2 separate regions of the Ovis aries genome follow, and region 2 is linked to region 1. The links are chromatin contacts, called in public Hi-C maps. All regions are on one chromosome and are shown on one strand. Each heading gives the region's core, a stretch centred on a gene start, on an enhancer-like site or on the middle of the called end of the contact. The rest is flanking DNA. Distances are from core to core; before and after follow the strand shown. Region 1 overlaps ARHGEF37 (Rho guanine nucleotide exchange factor 37). Region 2 holds the start of PPARGC1B (PPARG coactivator 1 beta).

Region 1 (6,899 bases), core at 3,229-5,728:
ATGTCAACTACTGGGAATAAAGGTCTTAAAGATGATATGTTGCTGAAATTTGTGTGACTCTAACCATTGGACCTTTGCTCACTAGACACTTGCTGTATATAAAAATGGCACCTCATTTATTCATGTGTTCATTTAATGAGTGTCTACTGCATATCTTCAGTGTCTCCAGGAGTTGGCCTTGGCTGTTGGGGATGCAGTGAGAAGTCTAAGATCGGGGCCCTGCCCTCCCAAAGCTTATACTGATGAAGGAGGCAGGCAAGGCAACAGTTACACACCGTGTTAGTTGTTGATAACAGCTTAGATAACAGGTGCCACCAGAGCCCAGGGGGAGGCCAGCCGCTGACTTAGACTTGGTGGCTCAGGAGGGCTTCCTGAAAGAAGTGATATCCAAGCTGATGGGAAATGGAATAGATGAAGGTGGGAGGGAGGGCATGTGCAAAGGCAGAGATAAGAGCAAGCATGGCTCATCTGGGAACTGAAATGCTGTAAGGCTGAAACACATGCTGTGTGTAGGGGTGGTGGGTGCGGTGGGAGATGGCTTAGTGAGCTGTGCATGGTAAGGAGCTTTGGGGTTTATTGTGAAGGCAGTCAGGGGGCACTAAAGGGTTTCAAGCAGAAGAGTGACACCCGGGATTGTGGTTTAGGATGCAAGTTCTAGTTCATCCCTGGATCTCCCTAAGCATCTGTCACATGCCTCAAGTTATAGATGTTCAATACACATTGCTCAGGTAACACCCAGATGGGATTGGGACACCAAAGCCTGCCTCCAAGTATCTCCCATCCAGCTATAAAGGACATATGAGCATCAAGCAGTTACCTGGTACCACAGGGCAGAATGCTGTCAGCCCCAGAAGTTGTTATGGCCCAGGCTTCTAGATGTTCAGACAAGGAGGAGCTTTGGGGATGCTGAGGGGATCAGGGAGGCTTTCTGGAGGAAGTGGGGCTGGTGCTGGGTTTGTGGATAGGTAGGATTGGGGAGCTGACTGAGCCACCAGGCTTCCCCGGTACCTCAGTGGTAAAGAATCTGCCTGCAATGTGGGGAGACCTGGGTTCGATTCCTGGGTTGGAAGATCCCCTGGAGAAGGGCATGGCTACCCATGCCAGTGTTCTTGCCTGGAGAATTCCATGGACAGAGGATCCTGGCAGGTTACAGTCTATAGGGTCTCAAAGAGTCGGACACAACTAAGTGACTAAGCACACAGGATTGGGGAAGGGGAAAGGGAAGACTTCTCAGGCCCTGGAAAGCAGCATCGTGGTGTAAGTGTCTAGCACTTGGCCTTAACATGTGTAGGCCTTACAAGGGTAAGGGCCTACCTGGCCACAGGCAAGTAGCAAACTTATCTACTACAAGTTTGTGCATGTGAACAAGCTTGATGAGGGTCCCCAGCCTGCCCCTTGGTCTTCTGTTTTTCTTATCAGTAATTTTTGAACTTCCTTTTTCTGAGTCAGGGTGGGCACCTTTCCCATTGAGGGCAATCCAAGACATGGGCTGGAGTGTCCCAGATGTTTTTCTCTTCTGTAAAGTGTGTGCAATTCCTCTTCTCGCAGGGCAAGTGAGAGGATTGAAGGAAACGCTTGTGAACGGTGGTTGATCACAACGGGAGCGTCACTGCTGTGTAGTGAGGGAACTTGTGAACTTGGACCACTAGGTGGCAGCAGGGCTCTATCAGCTGAGATTGGGCCTGGAAGAGCCCCCAGTCAAATTGAATACAGAGGCTGCCAGGCAGGTGGTGCAGATGGGAGGAAGGGCCAGGTGAAAGACCCTAGGGAGTGGCAGGGGCTGTTATGGACCAGCAGGAACACACTCCAGCTGCAGGAGCTTACAGCTGCTCGGCTTCGGTCAGTGTTGCCACATCAGAATGAGGGCCAAGTGGTGCCAGGCATTCTGATTTTTTGAGAGAAATCAAATACCAGGGTTTTGTTTTGTTTTTTGATGTGAACTCTTCTGTGTGGAGATTGTGCAGGTCACAGAAGATCCCCCCCTAGTACATCTTCTGCCAGAGTGTGGGTTGGCTGCCCTGGTGGAGAATCTCCTCTGAAGAATTAGCTTCATGTCTATGTCCTGTGAAAGCCCTACGTGTGTCTCCACTTCACTCACTACTTCATCAGACATTAATTTTCCTTCCTTGGATCTCTGGGGAGCACCGTTCTCTTTTATGCTATTGTGACTATTGTTGTCATCAAACTTCTGTTAGGTTGTGAGCCATATTTTCTGACCATCCATGAGGATCTCCATAGGACCTGTTTCACAAGGTTCTTTTGAGGAATAAATGAGCCAGGACCTGACTCATTAGCACTCAATAAACATACTTATCATTATTATGGGGACGTGAGGGGAGATGACATGACATTTGGAGGAAGGTTTGCAGGGCCTGTCTTTCTCTCAGTATAGGGGCTGGTGACAAGGCCTGGCCACTCCCTTATGTAGATGAAGCCCCCCTGGCTTGTGAGGGCCTCGTGGAAACTAGTTCCAGCCTTTCCCTCAGAGGCTGCTGTTACACCCCAAAGGGATTCTTGGGACTTCCCCTGGTCTGGATCCCTGCTGCTGCATCTGGGTCAGGGTGGGCAGCATTCCCATCCAGGACAATCTCAGTCATGGGCAGGAGTGTCCTAGATTCTCCTGCCTCTCCCCAGTGATAGGACTTTCTGCAGTTCACTGCCTCAGGACAAGTCAGGCAGCGATTCAGGGATTCAGGCGATAATCAGGCATGCAGGCGCACTGAAGCAGGACTCTGCTCATAGGCTTAGGGCCCTTTGCATCCAGAAGCATCTTCTCAGGGTGTTCCCAGGAGACCCAGCAGCTTTGGGGACCAAAGCTCCTTGCTGGAGGTTCCAGTAGCAGATTCAGGAACAAAGAGAGGGGGAGATTAGATTTGTCCTTGCGGGCTCTGATTTATGCTGAGCTCAGGAGCACTAGTGAGTGCTGTTCCGTTAGGACTCAGGCAGCTCCCATGCTTCCAGGCACCTCAGGGTGGTGGTTCTGGGTTCCCTGCCTTGGACCCATGCATCAGGGGTCTGGGCAGCCTTGAGGCCTATGCGTAGGAAGGGAGTTCAGTGGCTGAAGGTTTGGAACAGCCTTGAGCCTCAGAAAAATTGAGGCCAGAGCGGGTGTAGGAGTTGCATCCACCCCTTCTGAGCAGCTCTCATTTCCAGAGGTTAGTCATTTGCTTGCTCACTCTCACATTCATTCCCTGACCAGCTCTGCTGTGTACTAGAGAGAACTACATTTCCCAAGCTCCTCTGACCTCTGATTTTCTGGTATGTTTGGCCAGTGGGAGACACTGGCAGGAAGGAGGAGAGGAGAACTCTAGATATTTCTCCCTCTCTCAGTTTCAGGCTGTATCTCTGCCTTGGCTGGTCTCCTCCATGGTTCCAGGTTCCTTGCCTCTTGGCCTTGGGAAGGCCTGGCTGTGCTTCCAGTTTCTGTCAGATAGCGTCAGATACCGGCATTAGTAACACTGCCGCTTCCCTGCGTTCCTCCAACCTAGAGACTAGAGTGTCTTTTTGCTATTGTTAATCCCTGTGGTGCTTCCAGGGTCTTCTTTAACCTGTGTAACTCCCTCCCCATGTCTCTCTGTTCACAAGTCATAGAGTGGTTCTCTTTCTGACTGGACAGTGACTCTTATGTGGCTTAGTGGCTAAGGGAACAGGGAGGTGGTGGATAGTGGAGCTGGAGCTCCAGATGCCTCTGCCCCTTGGGCTGCCCAGCCTTCAGAGGAGACTGGGAGCATCACCAAGTCTGCTACACCTTCCCTGGGTCAGGGAACAGTCGGGCCCTCCCCACCCAGAGCTCTTGAAAGAGTGTTCAGCTGTAGACAGCAGCTGAGTGGGTCAGGCTCGGGGTCAGTGGCTGTGAGAATCTGCAGATCAACCCTTGTTTGGGGCAGCTGAAGCTGTTCCTACAGGGTCCGGAGAAGCAGACCCAGAGGAGACCCACAGATCACTGTGTGAGAGCAGAGCCAGGCTGCATGCGGGAGGAGGGGATCACCTCCTTCTAGCCATAGGGCCTCGAGTCTGGCCCAGGCTCGGGAGGGGCAGTGAGATAGGAACTGGAGGTGGGGCTTCTGGCCAGGGAAGAGCCTGCTTGTCTTGATTCTGGGGTCTCAGTGATTCTGGGCACATCAGCAGAGTCTCTGGTCTGGGAAAAGGCCAGTGCAGTAATAGCAATCACCGCAGCTTCTGTTCATATCTCAGAGGGCTGTTTGAGGGTGATGTGAGGGAATCCACTTTACCTGATTAATCCAGTGCTGGCACATAGGAAGCTCTCAAGATCTGCAAGCTAAAGAAAAATAAAAACAAAAAAATAACCCCTACAAATCTCAACAGCAACCAGCCTCTGTGGACCTTATTCTATAGGCATTTCATGGAATAGGCTGGTGTCTAGTTTGCAGTGAAACCCAGGCCTCTCCCCTGGAGCGGGGCTGGGGCTGGCAACATAGTCCCAGCTGCCAGGGCCAGGAAGAGGGTCAAGTCAGGTGACAAGTTGTGAGGTTGGGAGATCACTGTGATCCCAGGACACACGCCCCAGAGATATGGGGACAGATAGTAGGTGTCCAGAACTGCAATGGGGCACTTAAGGACAAGTATCACCTCATGTTCAGACAGGAAAGATATCAAGGCCAGGTCAGAGAGTGGGTACCAGTCTTTGGGTTGAAGTTCAAGTACTAGGCCCTGGGGACTTAGCAATCAGGTCCACTAAAATCAGAAACTGGCAGGAGGCAGGATTCAGCACTGGGCACGAGGAACTTCATTTGGAGCCCTAGGGGCCAGAGCTGCTGGAAACTCTCCTATCTGAGGACAGGATTGAACCTAAGGAACAAGATGGGTTGCCTGTAGGTGAGGGGCTGGGATGGAGAGGGTATGGGATGAAGAGGCTGTGGGGGTCAGGAGCCCAGACTTCCCACTGCAAAGCATCCAAATTCAAATCCCGACTCCACACCTACCAGCTGTGTGACCTCATCGAACAAGTTACTTCATCTCCCTAAAACCTCACTTTCCTCTTTGTGGGTAAGCCAGGAAACAGTCCTACCTCAAAGGGCTGTTGGAATGTCGAGACGGGATCTTTCACGGAGGCGTTAGCACTGTGTCATGGAGGCGTTAGCCCTGTGTCTGTGACGTAGGAACGCTGCTTGAATGCTCCTCAAAGACACCGCCAGTTTTTCTGGCTCCCACCCCCTCCAAAGGATTCTTCCCCAGGTTTGCCCACCGTGACCCCCACCCGAGTCTTCTCTGGGCTGACGCTCTGAGTACATTCAGCCTTTGCTCTAACATCTGTGTTTCTGACCCTTCACCACCTCAGGCTCTAAAAAATACCCCTTCACTGCGTAGGCGCTTTCCCAACTGAAAGCAAGTGGATGTCTTAAGAGGCCAAAGGTTGTCCCCCTGGGAACATAACGTGACCATGTCCTCGGATACTCCGTGGTGATTAGAGCTCGCCATCTTGGATTACTTCACCCTGTCAGGAAGCTCCCTCAGAGCCCAGGCAGAGCAGTGGAGATAGCCTTGCTGATACGCCTTTGTGGATATTCTTTCTCCTGATGTTTGTTCCCTGCCATGTTTCTAAATGTTTTTTTCTCCAATTCTTTTTCACCCTTCTCCCACCCCTCTGACATGAGGCAGAGGCATGTACACAACTGGAAAAATCTTAACATCTACCTTCTTCCCCTTTACACTACCCCGCCCCCCACGCCCCCTCCCAAGCCAGAGATTCCAAGGCATGGCACTTCCCCTTAGGAGTCATGTGTCCCCATCCCCACCTGAAAAAGCACAAAGTGAAATCGCTCAGTCGTGTCTGACTCTTTGCGACCCCATGGGACTGTAGCCTGCCAGGCTCCTCTGTCCGTGGGATTTTCCACCAAAAGCACTTGGTCCAGATTTGCTTTTCAGTTTTGTGAAAAGGCACTTTTCGCACGTGCCTTTTGTCTTTCTTCGTGTATTACAATATGCACGTGATATATTATGTTTAATAAAATTGACTATGGAATTTGAATTGTATCTCTTTCTCTCCTAAGAGCCTGTCACACTTCCCTAGGCGCCTGTAAGGGACAGTGCCAACAAATACCTAATCTGCCACCATGAGCCCAGAAACACTCTTCCTGCAGTCTTCTCTCCGTTGTTCATGCCAAAACCCCAGGATTCATTCCACTTCCTCTCTTCCTCTCAGCCCTCTATATTCAGTCCTTCAGCAAGGCCTGTCAACTTTACTTCCAGAACCTTCCCAGCTGGTCCACTTTTCCCCTCTCCACTCCCTCCACCCCTCCTGTCCCGCCCGAGCTCCTGAAGGAGCCCCCTGACACTCTCTCGATCCCCACCCCTGTGTTTTCCCCTCACCCACTCTCCACAGAACGAAGTGATCCTTCGGAAAACTAAATTAGAGAACGTCACGCCTGTGCTTAAATTCGAACGAGACCCAGACTCCTTACTCAGACCTAACCGGGCCTGCATAACGGACCCTGCCTCCCTCCCATGGCATCACGTACCACCCTCCACCTTGATCACTGTAATTCGGCCAACACTTGCTTTCTTCCTTCTATTCCTCAATTACTCTAAGCTCCTTTCTGACTCAGGGACTCTGCACTGGCCTTTTCCTTCCCTGGGACACTCTTGTCCTAGATCTGCCCTTTGCTGGCTTCTTGCCACACAGGTCAGCTTCTCAGCAATGCCTTCACTGACCACTCCATCTGGGTAGTCTCCAACCTTCTGCACCCTGACCCCAACACTCACTATTCATCACCCTGTCTTCCTGTCATAATAGTTCGTGCCCCTCTCTCTTTTTTTCTTGTTTATCTGTTTGTTGCTTGCTTTCCTCATTAGAAAGGAAGCTTCCCAAAGGTAAGGATTTTATCCATCTTGCATGTGTGCATGCTCAGTTGCTCAGTCATGTCTGACTCCATGAACAG
Region 2 (6,899 bases), core at 2,433-4,932, 85 kb after region 1:
CATGAGGAGAAGTCTGTCCTGTGAAGATACCTGATCACGATGCGTCCAACCTGGAGCCCCGGCTTCTGTCCCGGCTCTGTCCCGAAGGGGTGTGTAGCTTCGGCCACGTTCTGCTACATGTGCAGTGAAGCCTATGGGTAACATACACTCCACAGTTCTCAAGTTCTACAATTCAATAGGAGACGGAGCCAGCTCTCTAAATTAACAATACAACCTGGGTGACTTCTTAGTTCCTCTTGGCTTGAATCCCTGCCTCCTGGGACTGGAGAAATAGGTGGGAAACAGGTGTGTCAGACTCCCTGGCCTGGGTCAGAGAATCACCAAGTTGTGGGCGGCTGGCAGGAAACTTCAGTGATGATCAAGACTCATGTCCCCTCCCCCATTCACCAGCAAAAATTTACTAAGCAATCGTTCTGAATAGAATGTGGGCAGGGGTGGCAGCTGTTGTGTTCACTGATTTATCCGTGGTTCACATAATCCCAGCTGGCACATAGTGGGTGCTCATCAAATATCTATTGACTGATGGGTAGTTTCCTGCAGCACAGTCATTTAGGGGAGCCTATTAAGTGCAGATTCCTGGGCCCACTGTCGACCTATTGAATTTTAATCTCTGGTGACAGGGACCAGGTATCTGTCATGACTGGAGTCTGGGGTTTACACCGTGCACAGATCTGGCTTCAGATCTCAGCTGTGTCTCTAACTGCTTGGTCTTGGACTAATCATTTCAACCCCTTTTAAGCATTTGTTTCCTCAGTCATAAAATGAATATCACACTGCCAAATACTCAGGGTGTTGAAGTCAATCTGAGATGATAATAAGCTCAGTTGTCTGGCACATGCGCAGAAGAAACTGTTAAGTTTGGGCTGGTACCTATAAACACCCATAATATCTGGGCTACAGGGTTCAGTAGAGGTCGATTTAGCTCAACTCTTTTGTTTTCTACAGGGATGGAAACAGCCTCAGAGAGGGGACGGTGATTGCAGATTATATAGCCCTTTAGGTTTCTTGAGGGCTTTTATGGATCAGAGAATGTGAAGAGGTTGAGGATCTATTGAGTGGCCTTTAATAAAGGAATCCTTGGGATAAGATGTTTTTGTGTGTTTTTTTTTTTTTTTTTTAAGATGTTTTTGTAAAAGAAGTTAGATATCTCAGGTCAGGTGCCTTCTCATCTGAGTCTCTTGCCAACGAGTAGCCCATTCTGAGGACACAGGAATTAGTGAGAAAGGCCCTGTAGCTGGGCAATTAAAGACAAAAGCTTTTGGGTGGTGCTGTTGAGGGCTTCCCTGGGAGGCCCTGTCTGGCACTGCAGCTCTGCCAGGCCAAGGCTGGCGATGGCTAGTCTTGGGGACCCTCAAAGAATGGCCTCTGGGGGATAAGGGGCATAACACCAATCAGAGGTGAGACTGGATCTGGGAGGGACGCTTCTTGGAAACAGCGACCTGGGAGGCTCTGGCTCTGATGTCTACAGGCAGCAGCAAAAAAGCATGGCCTCAGGAGAGCACATCTTTAGTGCTGAAGGTGATGACACCGGTGACCGTGGTGATGATGATGAGTGTGAGAATCAGCACTTCCTCTTTGCAGGCTACAGAACCAAGCAATTAATTTTACATGCATTGTTCCGTTCAGTCTTCTTAAGATCCCTACCTGGTGGAAACAGGCTTAGAGAGGTTAAGTAAACTAGCACAAAGCTAGTGAGCACCAGGATTCAAATTCAGACCTATTGGAGTTCAAGGTAGCCAGCAGCATATAAGCTCTGGAAGAGAGGAAAATAACATTGGTCAGGGCTTCGGGGGACATATATTTCACCCCCATTTTTACAGATGAGGAAACAAAGGACTAGAGAGGTTAGCACTTCTCCCATGAAGTCAGGGACTATACCAAACACTTTGCATATGTTAGCTTCTTGATCATCATAACACCCCTCTTAAGTAAGTAACTCTATGGTCCCCGTTTGTGTAGATGAGAAAACCAAAGCCTGAGAATAAATGACTTGCAGGTGCTTGAAACCAGGCGCTCTGACTAGAGGGCCCACACTCTTAACTCCCTGCGTTGCCCAATATTGGAGTGAGATATAATGGGCTGGACCAGAGCCTGGGACTGCTGACTCCCAGGCTAGAGCTCCAAAGCTCCATGTAGGCTTTCTCTTGGGATCCATTGTTCCTTAAAAGTGCCCTGAACTAAAGCCCAGAGAGTGAAATCACGCCTTCTGGTTCTGGGAACCTCAGACTGGAGAAGGAAGCTCCTGCCCTGGTGTTCAAGTCTGAGCAGGTGTACTGGGGACTCTCCCTGTACTCTCCTTTCCTCCTCCGGCTGGGAGGGAGCCAAGTAGGGTGGGCAGGGTGGGGCAGGCCTTGCTAGCTTGGGGTGGGAGGAGAGCAGGCGGCAGGAGCAATTGGTTGAAATCTTCCCGCCTTTCTGCCTTTACCCAGGCTGTGCCCTCACCTCCCGGCTGGCAAACAGCAGGGCATGATGATGAAAGTTCAAGGCTGGCGTCAGGAGGCCTGGGGGCTCTGGATCTGGCCCTGGCACTCACTCCATGCATACCCTTGACCTTAGGCCGTTTTCTTATCTATGAAATGTGTGGTGATGGTAATGGGAGATCTAAATCCTCTGGGATTTTTAGTTAACACATTACTAAGAACCTACTATGTGCCTGGCACTGGAGACAGTATGTGCAAAAGCAAACTCAGGCCCTGCTTTCTTGGATCTTTAAAGTCTAGAAGGAAGAGGTCTGAAGATCAAATCTTCACTGTAACTACGGTAAAATGGCAACTGTTACCAGTGTTTTAAAGGTCTGCAGAGCTAAGGCAGCAGGGAATGATGGAAGTGGCAGGAGAGGGAGTTGACAGTCCGAGGCGCAGCAGGGAGGGATACAGTAAAGATGTGGTTTACTTGGTGAATGTCCGTGGGCAGGGAACAGTATTCAGTAGTTGGATGGCTTACCCAAGAAATGGGGAGGCCAGGGGCCCAGCAGGCAGCTGGCCACTTCAAGGCACTGTGGCCGTGGTCAGAAAAGGAGTTAAAGTTTTCGGGGGCGAAGTACATAGTGAAGGAAGCCAGAGACAGAGATGGCTAAGAATATGGGTCAACGCATCTTCCAAAGAAAAGATTTTTTTAAAAAAGCTTCCCCCTCCGAGGAGCCTCCCTTGATTTCTCCACCTTTGACCTATGGTATCCCTCCCTCTCTGGCTGCAGCCCAGCGAGACACTCAAGCCTCCAGGGCAGTCAGACCTGGGCTTTGTTTTCCTGTATTAAACTACATCGTGGCTTCAAACGAGGTCCTCTGCCTTCTGAGGCCTCAGTTTCCCCAGCTGTGCCGAAGCAGGTTGTCTCGTAAGGACCCGCCCAGCGCTAACGCAACGTGATTCGGTCGGCAGGAGCAGTGGGCTGCCTGCATTGCTGCGCAGGCATCGGGCTGCTGGCTGAGTACCGTCACCCGGCTGCGGGCGCTCTCCTCCCGGGCCGGGGGCCGCGGGCGAGGATCCCGGCGCCACACATTGCGCAGGAAAGTGGGGGTGCGACCCCCGGCTTGCGCTGGCGTCCTGCGGCCCCGCCCCCGCAGCCAGCGGCCCTGCGGCAGCGGGGGCCTGAGCTCCGCCCTCCCTCCTCCCGCCGGCCGCCCTCCCTCCTCCCGCCTCCCTCACTCGCTCGCTCCCTCCCTCCCCCCGGCCGGCTCGGCGCTGACTCCGCCGCACGCTGCAGCCGCGGCTGGAAGATGGCGGGGAACGACTGCGGCTCGCTGCTGGACGAGGAGCTCTCCTCCTTCTTCCTCAACTATCTCGCGGACACGCAGGTAAGATCAGCAGGGGCCAGGGCCGGGGAGCCAGGGCCGCTGAGCTGCGGGGGCTGCCGCCGCAGCTGCGGAGGCCGGGAGACAGCGGTGGGCGCATTGAGGGGATCGGGGGTTCCAGACTGCAGAGCCCCCTTCCATGCACCCTGCGATGCACTTCTTTCTGGGGACAGGTAGCTGGAGGTCCCCCCACCACGCATGCCGGACCGTTGCGGTCGCTACGGCCTCTGGGGAGGGTCTAGCCTCGGTTGCTTGGAGTCCGGCCCACCCCCATCCCCCCCCCCCACCCCGCCCGCTGAGCTGGGGGGTTCGGTGCTTCCTTGAAGAGGCTGAGCCGCGTCAGGTGTTGGGGACCCTCATGCTGAGTCTGGGTGCAGAAGGCGCGCCCTCAGGCTCCCGGCACTTGCTGCCGTACTTTCACGTGGACTTGTGGCCCCGGCGCAGGCGCCTGTCCCGGTCCCCGGAGTCCCCTGATCCTCCGGTCCTGGGTACCCGGTCTTCTACAGCTAGCCCCCCTGAGGCTCTCCAAAAGCTCCCGCAGCGCGGAGTTTTCTGCCAATTCCCGCTGAAGGCATAGGGGTCTGCAGGGCACGTGGACATGCGGGCGGGGATAGCACCTTCCTGGTTTCGCTACCTGGTGGAGCCCCCGGGGGCGAAAGCCCGGCAGGATGGGGCCGGAGGACTGTCTGGGGGCGCCTGGGTCCCCCTGCAGCGCGCGGCCCCTGGTGCGCGCTCGGCGATGCTGGGGGAAGGGCAGGCGAGGCGGCGAACCCGGCTCAGGCTGCGCCTGGGAGACCCACTGGCGACACGCGCGTGACAGGAGAGGGTGCTCCGTTGGGCCGGGAGGGGCGAGGAAGCTGGTTACTTGGAAACGGGGGCGGAGGGGGGTTGCTGCTGGGATAAACAGCCGGGAAAATGCCCGCACAGGGAGTGCGCGCCCCCTACCCGTTCCCCAGTTTTCCCCACCCCTTGCCTGTTGCAAGCATAAAGTTTGGCCCCATAGTTAGGGTTTTTTCTACGGCCACCCCGGCACGGGTAGCGGGGAGGCTGAGGGTGAAGCCGAGCCGCGAATGAGACCCCGGATGCGGATGCACGCGGGAGGCAGAGGGGCTGCTGGGCTCTACCGGGCGCGGCTTGCTAGGGCTGGTTTGGTACCTGGAGTCTGAGCGCCGGTGCCGGCTTGTTTTGCATAACACTGGAAGGGAGGGGGAGGGGGCGGGATGTGGGAGGGGAGAGAGGGAAACTTTGCTTCTTGTTATATCTGCCTGTCTTTGGGCGGCAGCAGCTGTCATGGGACCGGGTGGGCGGGGAGAGGCTTGCTAGCTGACTCCTTGCCGCGAGATGCGACTTGGAGGGGACGCAACAGCCGAGACGTTCAGCTCTGGGGGACTCTGGGTGGCGAGTCCCGCTGGCTGCTGGAACCGTGCGGCGTGGCGGGGTGTCGCCGAGAGGAAGCCCGCCACGCGTAGAAGAAGGCCGGTCCCTGATCGCTGCGGACGTCCATGCGTCAGGGAGCCGCGGGGCCTCGTGGTTGGTGGCGGGATCGTTTGGGTGGGTTCCGGGCAGGGGCCGCAGGGGCTAGTGGCGTATGATCGCGCTTCTCCAGGCCCGGGGAAAAGTGTGATGAGTGGTCTGTGCGCGGTAGTGTGTATTGGTGTGCACACGCCGCGCGCACCGGGCGCGTACCTTTACCTCTGACGAAACTGCAGCGGAGCTCCAGCGGCAATCACGGGGCGCCGGCACTCGCCCCGGGCCCCTGACTGCTCCGAAGGCCGATCCCAGCCTCGGCACCACCACCGCGCCCACAGCCCTCTAGCCCCCAGCCCTCTAGCCGACAGTATGGGGCCGGGGGGACTGGATACAGAGCGGGCAGAGTTGCTGCTAGGAAAGTTCTGCCCTCGGCCCTCTCGCTTGTCCGGGGGTGTCTCCAAACCCCTCTACTAAGACGCGGATGTAAGAGGCCTGAAATAGCCAGAGACTCGTCCAGAGACCCACAGGAAGAACTCGTCCACTTTGGACCCGACCCAAGGTTTCAACACCATCTTCAGTGTTCTTCGGCTCTCATTTGCCCTTTTAGCCGTCCGGAGTGCCTACCCAGCAGGCAAATTTCACCTAAGGAAACTAGAAATTTGGGTAATCGTGTATCAGCAGAAGCAGTGCAGTGGAAGTTAATCTGGGACGTTTTGCTTTTTTTATGTAACCACGTGATGGGCTGAGGCCCTTCGGGTGATCTCTGTCGTCCCAACTTGGGAAGTGTAATTGATAGGGGGAGCTTTGCCGCCGCCCCTAGAAGGCTCCGAGAGCCAGCCGGAAGAGGACCTGGGCGGGTCTTCGCGGGCCTCCTCATTTTACAGTTGGGGATCGAGGCTGAGAGGGCTGGACGGCTGGTACAGGACCACGCAGCCAGTGGGTGACAGAGCCACCCAGGGCTCCTGACTCCAGGTCCTGTGTGTTACCTCGAAATAGCACTGGACTTGGAGTCAGAAGGCCTGAGTGGAGTCGCCTTCCCCACTCTCTGGCTGGGTGACCCCGGAGCAAGCCATTTTAACCCTTCAGCCTCCTTTCTCCCATCTGTCAAATGGGGCTGGTGGTGCCGGCAAGAGAAGCCCAAGGCCCGGTGGTTGGGGGTGAGCACTATTTGCATGTGAAATGTCTGGTCCTTCCTGTAACTTCCTCTCCTCCCCCCAGACCCTCCCTGGCCCTCCCCTTCACTGTCTCCCCCTTTGGAAGGGGTGGGGAGAGTGAGTAGAAAGGTAATTTATCGGCTTTATCCCAAAGACTTGTCTTTGGCAGCTAATCCAGGGTTAGATAGAGGGAGGATTTCTGTTGTGGAGACTTATACCCATTCAGGTCAAAGTTCAGAAATTCAACAGATTAAGGCTTGTGAAAGTTTCTTGGAAAGGTTTGGGGCATGTGTTGCAAAGGACTCTGTGTGGGCTTCTCCTTGTTTCGGGCCCTGCCTGTAGTGCCCTCACCCACCATCCCTGCGTGGCCCTCTCCTCTAGCAGGCCTCTCTAGCCCAGCTTGCCCTGCTTTCTCCAGCCTCTGGTTGTCTTAGTCTGTGTTATACAACCAAGCATTTTGTGTGAGAGTCCTGTGGCCCAATAAG

The links. Hi-C and Micro-C count contacts between places; a contact is called where the count stands out from the background.
Region 2: a contact with region 1 is called in a Hi-C map of muscle, with 7 times the contacts expected there. The contact joins the promoter of PPARGC1B here to the enhancer-like site in region 1. A contact is called at or near these places in 2 of 16 Hi-C or Micro-C datasets (hypothalamus and muscle).

What each region holds. Positions count from the first base shown.
Region 1 is chr5:58,757,378-58,764,276 of ARS-UI_Ramb_v3.0, forward strand. ARHGEF37 (Rho guanine nucleotide exchange factor 37) reads left to right here. Exons shown (of 13, transcript XM_004008962.4): 13 at 1-35. Among named protein-coding and RNA genes, the nearest start is that of ARHGEF37, 59 kb to the left of the region's middle. Within about 2 kb of position 4,479, at least 11 of the 54 cell types and tissues checked have an H3K27ac peak or open chromatin away from gene starts, as enhancers often do. A contact at or near this core is called in muscle, where this site is marked.
Region 2 is chr5:58,842,772-58,849,670 of ARS-UI_Ramb_v3.0, forward strand. It overlaps PPARGC1B (PPARG coactivator 1 beta), which reads left to right and starts at 3,683. Exons shown (of 12, transcript XM_027970395.2): 1 at 3,683-3,793. The coding sequence starts at 3,716.